Linked DNA regions of Zea mays: region 1 is linked to region 2. A link is a contact called in public Hi-C data. All regions are on one chromosome and are shown on one strand. Each heading gives the region's core, a stretch centred on a gene start, on an enhancer-like site or on the middle of the called end of the contact. The rest is flanking DNA. Distances are from core to core; before and after follow the strand shown. Region 1 holds the start of LOC109944873 (sialyltransferase-like protein 1). Region 2 holds the start of LOC100284443.

What was found. Hi-C and Micro-C count contacts between places; a contact is called where the count stands out from the background.
Region 1: a contact with region 2 is called in a Hi-C map of leaf, with 4 times the contacts expected there. The contact joins the promoter of LOC109944873 here to the promoter of LOC100284443 in region 2. A contact is called at or near these places in 4 of 25 Hi-C or Micro-C datasets (ear, leaf and tassel).

What each region holds. Positions count from the first base shown.
Region 1 is chr3:181,754,155-181,760,353 of Zm-B73-REFERENCE-NAM-5.0, forward strand. LOC109944873 (sialyltransferase-like protein 1) reads right to left here and starts at 4,591. Exons shown (of 1, transcript XM_020550417.3): 1 at 2,375-4,591. The coding sequence starts at 3,933. The coding sequence ends at 2,758.
Region 2 is chr3:181,627,261-181,633,832 of Zm-B73-REFERENCE-NAM-5.0, forward strand. It overlaps LOC100284443, which reads right to left and starts at 2,427. Exons shown (of 3, transcript NM_001157338.2): 1 at 2,266-2,427.

The sequences.
Region 1 (6,199 bases), core at 3,341-5,840, 130 kb after region 2:
CTGTTAGTGCGAACATAATACACTCGCTATCTTGAAATGGGTGGAGCACAAGAATCAAATGGAAAGAAAGAAAAACTGAAGGTTAAAACTTAAAAACCAAACCCATCAGCTCAACGAAAACAGGCAAGAACTGGTGGAGGCGTCAGTGAAGTATAAACACTACCAGGCTGTCAAATCGCTTTATTAGGCGAAGAGTACCTTCAATCGGGTTGCAAAAGTGCCGTATCAGGTAAGTGGTCAGAAGCTTTTAGGTAATGACTAATGATCGAGTACTTTATATGAGAAACGTATCGGTCCTCACCGCTGGCCCTTAGCGGCCGATGATGATAACCACAGAGACTGCGCGAAACCTTGCAGATAACCACTAACTACTCACTCCGGACGGCATAGCACCTAGCTTAGCAAATGAGAGAGGGAGCACATTCCTCCACAGACCTGATTCGCTGGGTTGTAAACCAAGACCAGGCATCACGTACATAAAGTTGCAAAAGAAACTTAATCATGACAGTAGACAAGGAAAGGCTGAAAAACTGCTGTACAATCATGTCCACTAGATAGCAGGACACCATCTTACCCAAAACAACTCATTATTCACTAGCATGTTTGCCTGTCTTTTTAAACTATATACCTAGCTAGAAAAATTAAGCAAGTTAATAAATGAACTAGTGTAACATAGGTGGACCAAATCCTCGAATGCTTCTTGAGCACATTGCACGCCGGATTAAATAAAAGCTAAGAAGTGGCTCCAGTTAACTTAATCGAGTCAACAATGTATACAAACCAAGCATTCGAGAACTTGCAGAACCACTGAATATGCTGCGTTGAGGCCATGATGGGTGGCAACCGTTCAGGACTTTGGAACGAGGAGTACTTTCTCCTTTTCTGTAAAGTTACTGTAAGATTCCTGTAAAATTTGTATGTTTAATCTGCATTCCAAACTGCCACTGGCATCACGCTGCAAGCTGAATAAGTAGAAGAAAAAGACTCGGTAATAAAGAGGAACCATATACTGTACTTCGTAGGTACCAGAGTGATGATAAAGGACCGAATTTTTTGCATTTTGATCCTTCAACTGAAAAAAATTCACGTTTGGACCCTAAAAAATTTTAATGTCATTTTTGGACCCTTTACTCGGCGCCGTAGCCTGTGGCGCCGAGGTAACACAGCTCGGCGCCATAGGCTATGGCGCCGAGGTACGTGCTGCGTTGGCACAAACGGACGTCGTGGCGCCGACGTGGTACCGAGCTCGGCGCCATAGATCATGGCGCCGAGCTCCATTCTGTACAGAAAATTTGTCTAGCTCAGTTGGTAAAATACATGGCTCTTAACCCTGTGATCGTGGGTTCGAGCCCCACAGTGGGTGTTCTTTAATATATTTTGTCTTTGTCACTTGTTTATTTTTTTTGTTGTCCATATTTTTCGTTTATGTCGTTGATTTGTCCGTCATGATTTATTTCTCATCCAATTTTATTTTTGTGACTGATTTGTTTATTCGTCCAGATTTTTTTATCCGGCGAGCACAGCAGCTGTATATGCAGTAAATTCTAAAATATATCATCTATGAGACAAGTATATAATGGAGTATACTTTTATTTAGTGCAGAAGAAAAAAAGATGAATATGTGTGCTTCTTTTTAGTGGGAATATGTTATTATGTATTTAAAATTTATGTTCAAAAGAACTCAATGAAAATATAATATTTTTATTTGATCACGATTGAAGTAAGAGTGTTCTCATTTGATTTTTATTGTGGTTAGCTGAGCAAACAAGGGGAGAAGTTGACGGCTTGTGAGCACTGTGGCACACAGCTGCTGTGCTCGCCGGATAAAAAAATCTGAACGAATAAACAAATCAGTCACAAAAATAAAATTGGATGGGAAATAAATCAGGACAAATAAATCAGCGACATAAACGAAAAATATGGACAACAAAAAAATAAATAAGTGACAAATACAAAAAGTATTAAAAAATGCCAACCATGGGGTTTGAACCCACAACCTCAGGGTTAAGAGTCTTATATTTTACCAACTGAGCTAGACAAGTTTTCTGTACAGAACAGAGCTCGGCGCCATAATCTATGGCGCCGAGCTCGGTACCACGTCGGCGCCACGACGTCCGTTTGTGCCAACGCAGCACGTACCTCGGCGCCATAGCCTATGGCGCCGAGCTGTGTTACCTCGGCGCCACAGGCTACGGCGCCGAGTAAAGGGTCCAAAAATGACATTAAAATTTTTTAGGGTCCAAACGTGAATTTTTTTCCGATGAAGGACCAAAATGCAAAAAATTCGGGATAAAGGAATACAACACAGTATTTGAATACAAATGAGTGTGCAACAAGTACATGAAAATAAAATGCCATCCAGTATTCTTCGACATAGCTCCAAAGTGATGGTAAAGCTGTATATAAGATATACATTTTGTTCCTTAATAAATTTAAATATCAGTCTAAAGTTACAATTCCAGACACAATTCCAGACACTGGCTACTACTGTCTGTCGCGCTGAAAGAAAAAAAATCCAAACAATCCCTTCTTCTATACCAATGGAGTAGCCTAAACCCCAATATACATCTTCCACCTCCAACAGCACACGAAAATTTTACTATTTCGATATGCCTATTTCGTATAATCACAATTGGAAATGGAAATTCTAACTTTTACATCGTACTCACTAACCAAAACCGGAAAAATAAGTGTACAAAACACCCGTTCCCACATAACGTCGAGCACATAGCGCACGCTCTACAAAGCTGGCCTGGCCTAACGGTAGAAGACGACGGGCGGGACGGCGAACCCGGAATCGTTGAGGAACGGGACAACCTGCGGATGCTCGGAGAGGTCGTGGTAGAAAGCGTACTCCGCTTCGTAGTCGTGGAGGTCCAGCTCCGCCTTTTGGTTGCTGTGGTAATGGTGCTTGGCGTCGGAAGACTTGCCGAAGCCGAACACGCTGACTCTGTCACACACTCCCACCGCGACCATGATGGCCTGCATCCCGGACGAGTAATGGAACATGGCGGCGTCGTGCGCGCGGTCCCACTCCTCGGGCGCGCGGCCGGTCTCGGCGACGAATCGGCGGAGGGAGTAGTACTTGACGATGCGCGCGCAGAGGACGTCGAGGCGGGCGTCGGTGACGGAGATGGGGGAGCCGTGGCGGGTGGACGAGGTGGCGTTGCAGGCGGCGACGTCGAGGAAATGGGCGGCCTGGCAGATGTAGAGCAGGATGGGGACGCCGTGGCCGTAGGGGTGGCAGAAGCAGCCGGGCCGGCGCGCGCAGAGGTGGAGGATGTTGCTGTTGATGAAGGAGAAGTTGGTCTTGCTGCCGACGTGCGCGGCGTAGCCTGAGACGCGGGCGTTGTTGAGGCGGAAGACGGCGGCGTGGGAGTCGATGAAGTCGCCGTGGCTGGCGCGCAGGAGGATGCCGCTGTTGCCGACGACGGCGCAGGAGGGGATGCGCCCGGGGATGGAGAGCAGGGACGCGAGGCTGCCGAGGACGGAGGGGTCGTAGCGGCGGAGGCGGTGCCAGGAGCTGAGGTCGCGGCGGAGGGCCGGGTCGATGTGGAGCTGCTCGTGGCGCGGGAGCGGGTGGAGCAGGGTGTCGTGGTCGTCGTCTGGGCGGCGGCCGCGGCGCGGGAGCGAGAGGCCGTGGTGGCGGTGGAGGTGGAGCGGGTGCAGGAGCCGGTCGTGACGCCACGCGCGGGCCCGCGCGGCGGAGGCCGGGAGGCGGCCCTCGAGGAGCTCGTCCACGTCCCGCCGCAGCGACGCCTCCGAGGGATCGGCTGCGGCCAGGCGGAGCAGCGTGGCGTTGAGGCGCGGCGGCGGCGGCTCCCACGCGGGCGCCGGCGCCACGGCGCGACGGAGCGCGGTGGAGAAGGAGGCCGCGCCGACGAGCACGACGAAGATGAGCACCGCGAAGGAGCGCCGCAGCGGCCGCTTCATCGCCGCCTCGGGCGCAGCCCCGGCCTGGGGCTAGCTGGGTCGTAGCCGCCGCATCCGCATCCGCATGGGTGCACGGCTGCACGCGCAGCAGGCAGAGGAGGAGGACAGGGAGCAGGGGGGTTCCGGGTTCGTGTCTGTGCGACCGAGCCGCGCTGAGCACTGTCCGAGTGGCGGAGTGAGCGCGGGCGCGGGCGCGTGGGCGCAGCGAGTTCTTTCTTTATCGGTCGCCGTGCTAACGAGCTTTCTTTATAGGAGTGTGCTGTGCTATTCATGGTTGGTTGGACTTGGGGTTCGGGCAGACGGGGGATCCAATGTGCCCTGCTCCGGTTCGTGCATCGAGCGGAGTAATCATCAGTTTGCGTGGGTGGCGGCGGCGGCCACCGTGCCCGCACGATGTGACATGTGGGCCTTCACCAGCTGCCAATCTGCCCCTGCTCGGCACTCGGCAAGCGAGATGGGATGGGAGTGGGACTTTGGGAGCAAGAAACTCCAAGGAGAGTGAATTGAGCATACCATTGCGTGAGCTTTCGTTGATTCGAGGAAGGTTTGCATCGAGCTCACCTCTCCTTTTTTTTCATCTGCATGTTTCCTTAACTAGGCACCTGTATATTGTTAGGCACGCATGGCGTTGCCGGAGTTAACGAACGCATGGCGTTGCCGGAGTTAACGAAGTTCCGCCAAACAAAGTAATGAGGCGTGTTTTTCGAAAGTTTAGGGATGTGGCGAGCGTATTGCATTGCCCCCCGACCCCGACGACGCGCCAACCGGTCGCCAATTCCATCTGCGCCTGCGCGGTCGTTTGCGCGATTCGGACGGGGAGAACGATAGACCGCACATGCGTGGACTCGTTCCTTTCTTTTCTCTGTCCCGTTTTTTTTCTTTTCCTTTTTTTTTCGTCGCGCCGCGGTGAACGACAAACCGCATCTTAACGGACACGATTGTGCTCGATGCCTTGAAGACGGTTGCGGTGATTAGCTCCGGCCGAACGATACTTTTCGCGCGACGTGCACGGACGTGTCTTCTTCACTAGCTTTTGCTTTCACATGTACCACAAATATAGACTTGACATTTTGTTTCTTTTGCCTATTTCTCGTACGCTGCGCGCTTGGGACTCGAGTGATTCATCCGTGGTCATGAACTCATGATCACGTCCATTCATTTTTTCCTTTTTCTCTTTCACATTTTATTTTCTCACTCCATTCTTTCTTTACTTTTTTCATTGGTCTATTTAGTTTTATTCTATATTTTATGAATATGTTTATATCTTTTTTTTGCAAGGGATAGAAAGTTGGGAAGGTGTAAGAGTATCTCCAACCCGCGATCTATAAAAATACCCTATAATTTAAAAATGGGTAAATTTTATTGGATTTAGAATACTAACAAAATATTCTACTCCAATAGTAAAACTTTAAATATAGATAATATGGTAAGCCACTACGATGTAGTATATTTAAAGCGGTTGAGAGTGTGCCCTATAATTTTTTGACCTTTTTTTTTAAAAAAAGATCATTGTTGTAGTGGTTTTTGCTGCGTAGAGCCCTCTATTTCAATTTGAGGCACCAATTTAAGTCATTGTTGGAGATGCTCAAGGGCTCCCCAAAAGTCTCTCATAAATCCAGTTTTTTTGGAAAAAAAAAACACAAACACATGTCTCCAACAGTTACCCCAAAGCGCTCCGAACTTTTTTCGTAGCCCTTAAAACTCTCTCATTTGTAGCTACAAATGAGGTTTTTTGGGCTCCCCAGAAACAATCTGTCACTTTAAGGGATCTGTTAGAGAAAGGATTAAAATCTACCCCCACTAATTATTTAGATGTCTCTTAAAACTGATTTTGAGGAGTCGTTTTCTGGGGAGCTGTTAGAGATGCTCTAATATCAGTGGCGGACTTACCGCCCAGGCACCACAGGCGGTGGCCTGGGCTGTCTCGGCTGCGACAATGGACAGAAGCAAGCAAACATCATACCCACAAGCATGCAAGCAGAGCAGCAAAGGGTCTAGGCACAGGCGTAGAGTATAGCAGTGTAATTTCGCCTAGGCTGTCTTCAAATCCTGAGTCCGCCACTGTCTAATATCAACCACAGATAACTCATTCACTTTGTAACTTATATTCTTTTAGAAAAGGAAAGCAAGGAAATATTTTTTGCTAAAAATAAAAGGCTGTGGAATCAACTAGTCATTCCCGGTTATAGTTATGTAAACAACTCGCTAAATATGAATTTAAGAAATTTTTGAGGGAAAACTCTTCTCTAACAGTTATGTAAAGCAG
Region 2 (6,572 bases), core at 1,177-3,676:
GCTCACGGAATCCCTTTGATGCATAAATTACCTATGCTTTTTCAACCACAAACTTTAGCCTGTTATTTTATGCATGATATGATTTTGCTAAGAGACAAGTTATTATGGCCACCCAGCCTTATAACTTGCCGCAATCAATCTTTATACTCCTTGACATATTTGTTACAAATGATTTGAGAAAAGGTGTGAGTTTTTAAAAGAAAATGTTTTTCAAAATGGGTATGATGAAGGGTTGTCACCCTTATCACCTTTGAGCGGGATAATCAGGGTTTGGGGGAGGGCCTAAGGTGATGGCTTAGCTGGTTCAGGTGTGAGCATGAAGGATTGTCCCTCTCTCCTAAGGATCGGTTTGTCATCACTCCTTACCTATACTCTTATCAAGTACAACCACTCGAGACTGTATGGGCAGTCACTCAATCTGAACTTGTACGGTCCGAACCCTAGGGTTATGACGGCTGGAGAGCACCGGGAGGATAAGGAAGGGGAATGTTTTGTCCGGTTTGGGCATGGTGGTGGCCTGACTCCTTTCGGTATAATCGTTAAGGTAAGAACATGCAAGGAAAGAGAGATTCGGCATTCGGATCTCACGACGGTGAGATTGCAGAAATCGAACTAGTGGGTAAAGTGTACACCTCTGTGCAGAGCTTGAAAACCTATTCGAATAGTACGCGTCCACGGATATGGATGAGTCATGGCATGGATTTGACAATTAGTGTTTTGTTTTCCAAAAATGCTTTTGAAAAGTGGTTTTAAAAGGTCTGACGGTTGAGCCGTGAGCTATGGTGGACGGGAAGTCCAGTAGCTGTTTTTGAAAACGAAAACCAGTGGGAAATTGCTGATATACTGGATGGTTTAGTCCAGGGGATTTTGTTCTATATTGAAAAAAACTTTCTGCTCCTTTGGAAGAGGATGCGCTAGGAAAAATATAAAATGTTTTACAAAATAACCCTGCATCAAATATTGCTCTTTCTGCAAAATATACTGAACTCCACATATTCCATGCATTATATCTGATTTCCCCATTCCGTGGGTGAAGGTGGGCTGCTGAGTACGTATCAATCTTGCTTATTTGTTGTTTTTCAGAGAAGGAGATCGTTGATCGGGTAAGAGTTACGCCTGTTCCCAACCTTGCTTGTGGCTGTTGGACCGCTGATTTGTTTCACTGCGTATATCGGGCTGCTTCAGCCCACTCTGATGTTATGTCCCGAGTTTTGGACTAACTCTTAAAGTTGATCGCCACCTTTATAGGTTTGTCTCGTTTAATCAGATCTGGAATCATCTGATGTATAAATGTGTTTACTAGCCTCCTGGACTAATAATTGTATCACATTTGAGTCCTAGAGGATTGGGGCGCTTCACCTAAGTCATGAGTAATCTTTGGAACACCTATTTCTGTGAGATAGCCTTTTTTAACTTAATGGCAGGAGCTCTGCCTCTCAATTAAGAAGAAAGGAATTAATCCAGTTTTAAGGAAAACCGGGCCCAAAACCTACACATGGTGCACAAGCAACCCAAACAATGGCAGCCCCACACACAAACACCATCTAGGGCACATGGCCTTTTGCCATGGCATGCTCATCTAGTCTAAGTTTGTTTCTGGTTAATCAAGAGGGGCCTTTTTGAAACCTTCACAATTCAGTTGGGCGTTCCATTCTATCCATAAGTGATTATTCTTATTGTGCTGGAGTTTGTGGATTTCAAGAAATGGCCTCATCTTTCAAGGTGCTCAGCCAACAGTTAATGATTGCAGAGAAATCTTCAAAAGATAACTTGTGTTGGTTATCCATGTTGCAGAGAAGAAATTATTTCCTTTAATACAAGAATGACAACACAACTATGTTAATTCTGCTCATTTTTCTCTTTTTTTGTTTTTATATTTTCTAATATATATTATCCAGTAGGGGGGGGGGGGGGGCGCTCCTGGCCTCCTGTTACAATATTATGCCTGCTCAGTTGTATTTTGTTTCCAACTCAGGGTCCTTAGAAGTTCAATGACTTAACATTCAACGCATCTCGCATTTATTAATTTACAAATATGGCCATTAACGACCAAGCTCCACAAATTACCTAGTTGTGATATTTAATTAGCACAATCACATGGCTCTGAAAATTTCATCATTTGAAAAATGCAACCAAAAACACACGGGATACTCTTTGCGCACTTCACACTAACACACAATTATTTCACCCAGATCGCCAGTTCGATAAAAAAAATCTCTGTAAACTAACACAAAATCAACATGATCAGAAGTACAGAAGCAAAACCTTTTCTCAGCTCCCCCTCGAGTCTGTAAATCCAGGAGATTCACGCGCGCTTCTTCCGCGGTTCCGCCAATAGTCAGCCAGACGGCCTCGCCCGCTTCGTCACACCAGCGCTGGCCGTGTCGACCTAGGTTTTCGGGGCTCACCGGAACCGTTGAAAAGAGGGTGAAGACTGAAGACGAGGCCTCTGGAGTCCGGACGTGGCCGTGTGAGTGTGACTGTGTGAGCGCTGAGCGGTGAGCCGTGCGATGGCCCATGGGAAGTCTCCTGTATATGGGCTTGCAGCAAAGCTACAGCCCACAGGCCATGTCTTCTTGTAGCCCGTGGATTACTCACTGGAAAAAAAATACTACTACAATTTTAGCCCACTCAGCTACCGCAGTAGTTAATTTTCCTCAAACAACGAAAGTATTTTTTATCTCTATTAATTTTCTAAAACATTTAATTTTATTTTAAGTGGTTTTGTTAATGCAACACCATGTATTGAGAAGAATGCCTCTAAGGCAGTCTTCAGCAGAGTGTGCATATGACGGTGCAAAACATTATCTGGTAATGTAGACTGCATTGTTTATGAAGTGATGTTTGAAATAAAAGGTGAACGGGGGAGTCTGCTGAAGATGGCCTAACTAAAGTTATATATTAACAAACATACTATTCTAATATATTTTCAAAGAAAATACCTTTAAATCTCTAAATAAAGTTGGAGTTTCGGACTATCCTACAGAACTGGCCGTCAACTAGCCAGTGGAAAGGAATGACGAAGCTCGATCGTTGTCGAAGCTATCTTCGAATAATGAGACATAAGGAGTTACGAAGAGCAAAGAAAATGTGTACGTCTCTTTTGTAAAAGTACATGAAGAACCATTGTATGGGGTGTGGGATTATTGTCGCTAAATGCTGACCAAATTTGTGCAACAGAAAGTTGGTCGACGAGCTTAGTTTTATCAAGAAGTCAATCGACTTAGTAGAGCAAGGTGGTCCAATGGAGTTAATTAGGAGTGCTTATAGCTTATAGTATGTGCACTATAAATATACATTTATCATCATTGATAAGAAACGAAGACACACGTTTTCAAGCAGCGTGTGCTTTCTTATCCTTTCGACATATCGTAACCACTCTCTGAGTGTTTTCTAAGGCAAATGTCGTTTTGTTCTATTGTGGTCTCTAGCTCTGGTATATCCCATCAAGGCTATACAACACTCCACCTTGTTTTTTGGTATATTTATACAAAGCATTGTTGTTTTTAAGACTGCTAGTTATCCTGTGTAACATCAATCTATTTGTTCATTTACGCTTCATATTATAGATTGATCTTACACAACCAGATGTGTATCGCTCACTCGGTTGCTACATTCCACGACGCGCAACTGCAATATTTGCATACGACACCTCGCCTTTTCCTACATGTCTTAGCTCTGTTATTTGTTCTAGATGGTCCTATCATGATCCATTTTCGTACTTATGAGCTTCAGGTCATAGTTATTGGTGTTCCTAGTGGCGTTGGTATGATATATAATGTATATCAGATCATGAATGTTCCTATGAATGGTTTACCGTTTAGCTTGTCCTAGGTTCCATCACATGCATGGTGTGCGTAATCCTGATGGCCTAACCTGTTTCTTCGCGCTTTGGTCATGCGTGTGGCATGCATCGATATAGAACCAATAGTCGTCTAAATCATGCCTTAGTGAAAACGAATCTACATGTGAAGAATTTAGTAGGATCATGACACAAAAAATCAAGACGTCTATGATGGGGGAGTTGAAGTATTTCTTAGGATTTCTAGTGAAGCAACTCCAAGAGGGCACCTTCATTAGCCAAACGAAGTATACTCAAGACATTCTAAACAAGTTTGGGATGAAGGATGCCAAGCCCATCAAGACACCCATGGGAACCAATGGGCATCTCGACCTCAACACGGAAGGTAAATCCGTTGATCAAAAGGTATATCGGTCGATGATAGGTTCTTTACTCTACTTATGTGCATCTCGACCGGATATTATGCTTTCCGTATGCATGTGTGCAAGATTCCAAGCCGACCCTAAGGAAGCTCACCTTACGGCCGTAAAACGAATCTTGAGATATTTAGTTTATACTCCTAAGTTTGGGCTTTGGTATCCTAGGGGATCCACATTTGATTTAATTGGTTATTTGGATGCCGATTGGGCGGGGTGTAAAATTAATAGAAAGAGCGCATCGGGGACTTGCCAGTTCTTGGGAAGATCCTTGGTGTCTTGGGCTTCAAAGAAGCAAAACTCTGTTGCTCTTTTTACCACCGAAGCCGAGTACATTGCCGCAGGCCATTGTTGCGCGCAATTACTTTGGATGAGGCAAACCCTTAGAGACTACGGTTACAAATTAAGCAAAGTTCCTCTTCTATGTGATAATGAGAGTGCAATCCGCATGGCGGATAATCCCGTTGAGCATAGCCACACTAAACACATAGCCATTCAGTATCACTTCTTAAGGGATCACCAACAAAAGGGAGATATCGAGATTGCATATATGAACACTAAGGATCAATTAGCCGATATCTTTACCAAGCCACTAGATGAACAAACTTTTAACAAACTTAGGCATGAGCTAAATATCCTTGATTCTAGGAATTTCTTTTGATGTCTTGCATACATAGCTCATAAATATACCTTTGATCATATCTCTTTCATGTGCTATGACTAATGTGTTTTCAAGTGAATTTCAAAACAAGTCATAAGTGTATTGAAAGGGAATTGGAGTCTTCGGCGAAGACAAAGGCTTCCACTCCACTCCATAACTCATCCTTCGTCGTCGCTCCGAGCAACTCTTCATCTTTGGTATAATCTTCACTCACATGTTATTTACCAAAGGAGGAGAAAGTAGTTCGAAAGGGCTCTAATGATTCCGTTTTTGGCGATTTATGCCAAAGGGGGAGAGAGCATGAGCCTAAAGCAAAAGGACCGCACCACCACCAATTTCAAAATTCTTTAGTCTTCCAATTTGGTTTTAAAGAAATATTTTCAAATTAGTATCTTATGTGTGATATAATTTCAAATTGGTATACCCTCTTTAAAATTAACATTAAAACCCTATTGAACACTAAGAGGAGGATTTCATTAAGGGGGAGTTTTGTTTAGTCAAAGGAAAAGCATTTGAAACAGGGGGAGAAAATTTCAAATCTTGAAAATGCTTCTTAAAATCTTATTCATTTACCTTTGACTATATTGCAAAAGGACTTTGAAAAAGATTTACAAAAGAATTTGCAAAAACAAAACATGTGGTGCAAGCGTGGTCCAAAATGTTAAAGAAAGAAACAATCCATGCATATCCTATAAGAATTTATATTGGCTCAATTCTAAGTAACCTTTGCACTTACAATTATGCAAACTAGTTCAATTATGCACTTCTATATTTGCTTTGGTTTGTGTTGGCATCAATCACTAAAAAGGGGGAGATTGAAAGGGAATTAGGCTTACACCTATTTCCTAAATGATTTTGGTGGTTGAATTGCCCAACACAAATAATTGGACTAACTAGTTTGCTCTAGTCTATAAGTTCTACAGGTACCAAAGGTTCACAATAAGCCAATAAAAAGACCAAGAAAAGGGTTCAACAAAGAGAGCAAGGGATAACCGAAGTGCTCCCTGGTCTGGCGCACCGGACTGTCCGGTGCACCACCGGACAGTGTCCGGTGCACCAGGGAACTCCAAACTGAACTCAACACCTTTGGGAATTCTCAAAGGTGCTTCGCTATAATTCACCGGACTGTCCGATGCACCACCGGACAGTGTCCGGTGCCCCAAGGAAGAGCGTCTCTGAACTCGCCAGCTTCGGGAATCCGCTCCGCTATAATTCACCGGACATGTCCGGTGCACACCGGACTGTCCGGTGAGCCAGCGGAGCAACGGCTACTTCGCGCGCAACGGTCGACTGCAACGCATTAAATGCGCGCCTGCGCGCAGAGGACAGAGCATGCGCGGGTGGCACACCGGACAGTCTACAGGACTTGTCCGGTGCACCACCGGACAGCCAGGCGGGCCCACAGGTCAGAGCTCCAACGGTCAGAACCCAACGGCCAGGTGACGTGGCTGGCGCACCAGGCTGTCCGGTGCGCCATGCGACAGCAGCCTCCACCAAACGGCTAGTTTGGTGGTTGGGGCTATAAATACCCCAATTGTGACAGAACCACCCAAGTAATTAGGCCCACCTACAGTTGTCCTTGTCCAACAGACATCAGACACCCTGTAGATGTTCCTAAGTCACTTGACAAGTTCGGTATCTTTCCTTACCTTACCAGGAACGATTCACCCGTCTTGCAGACATTATAGAACAT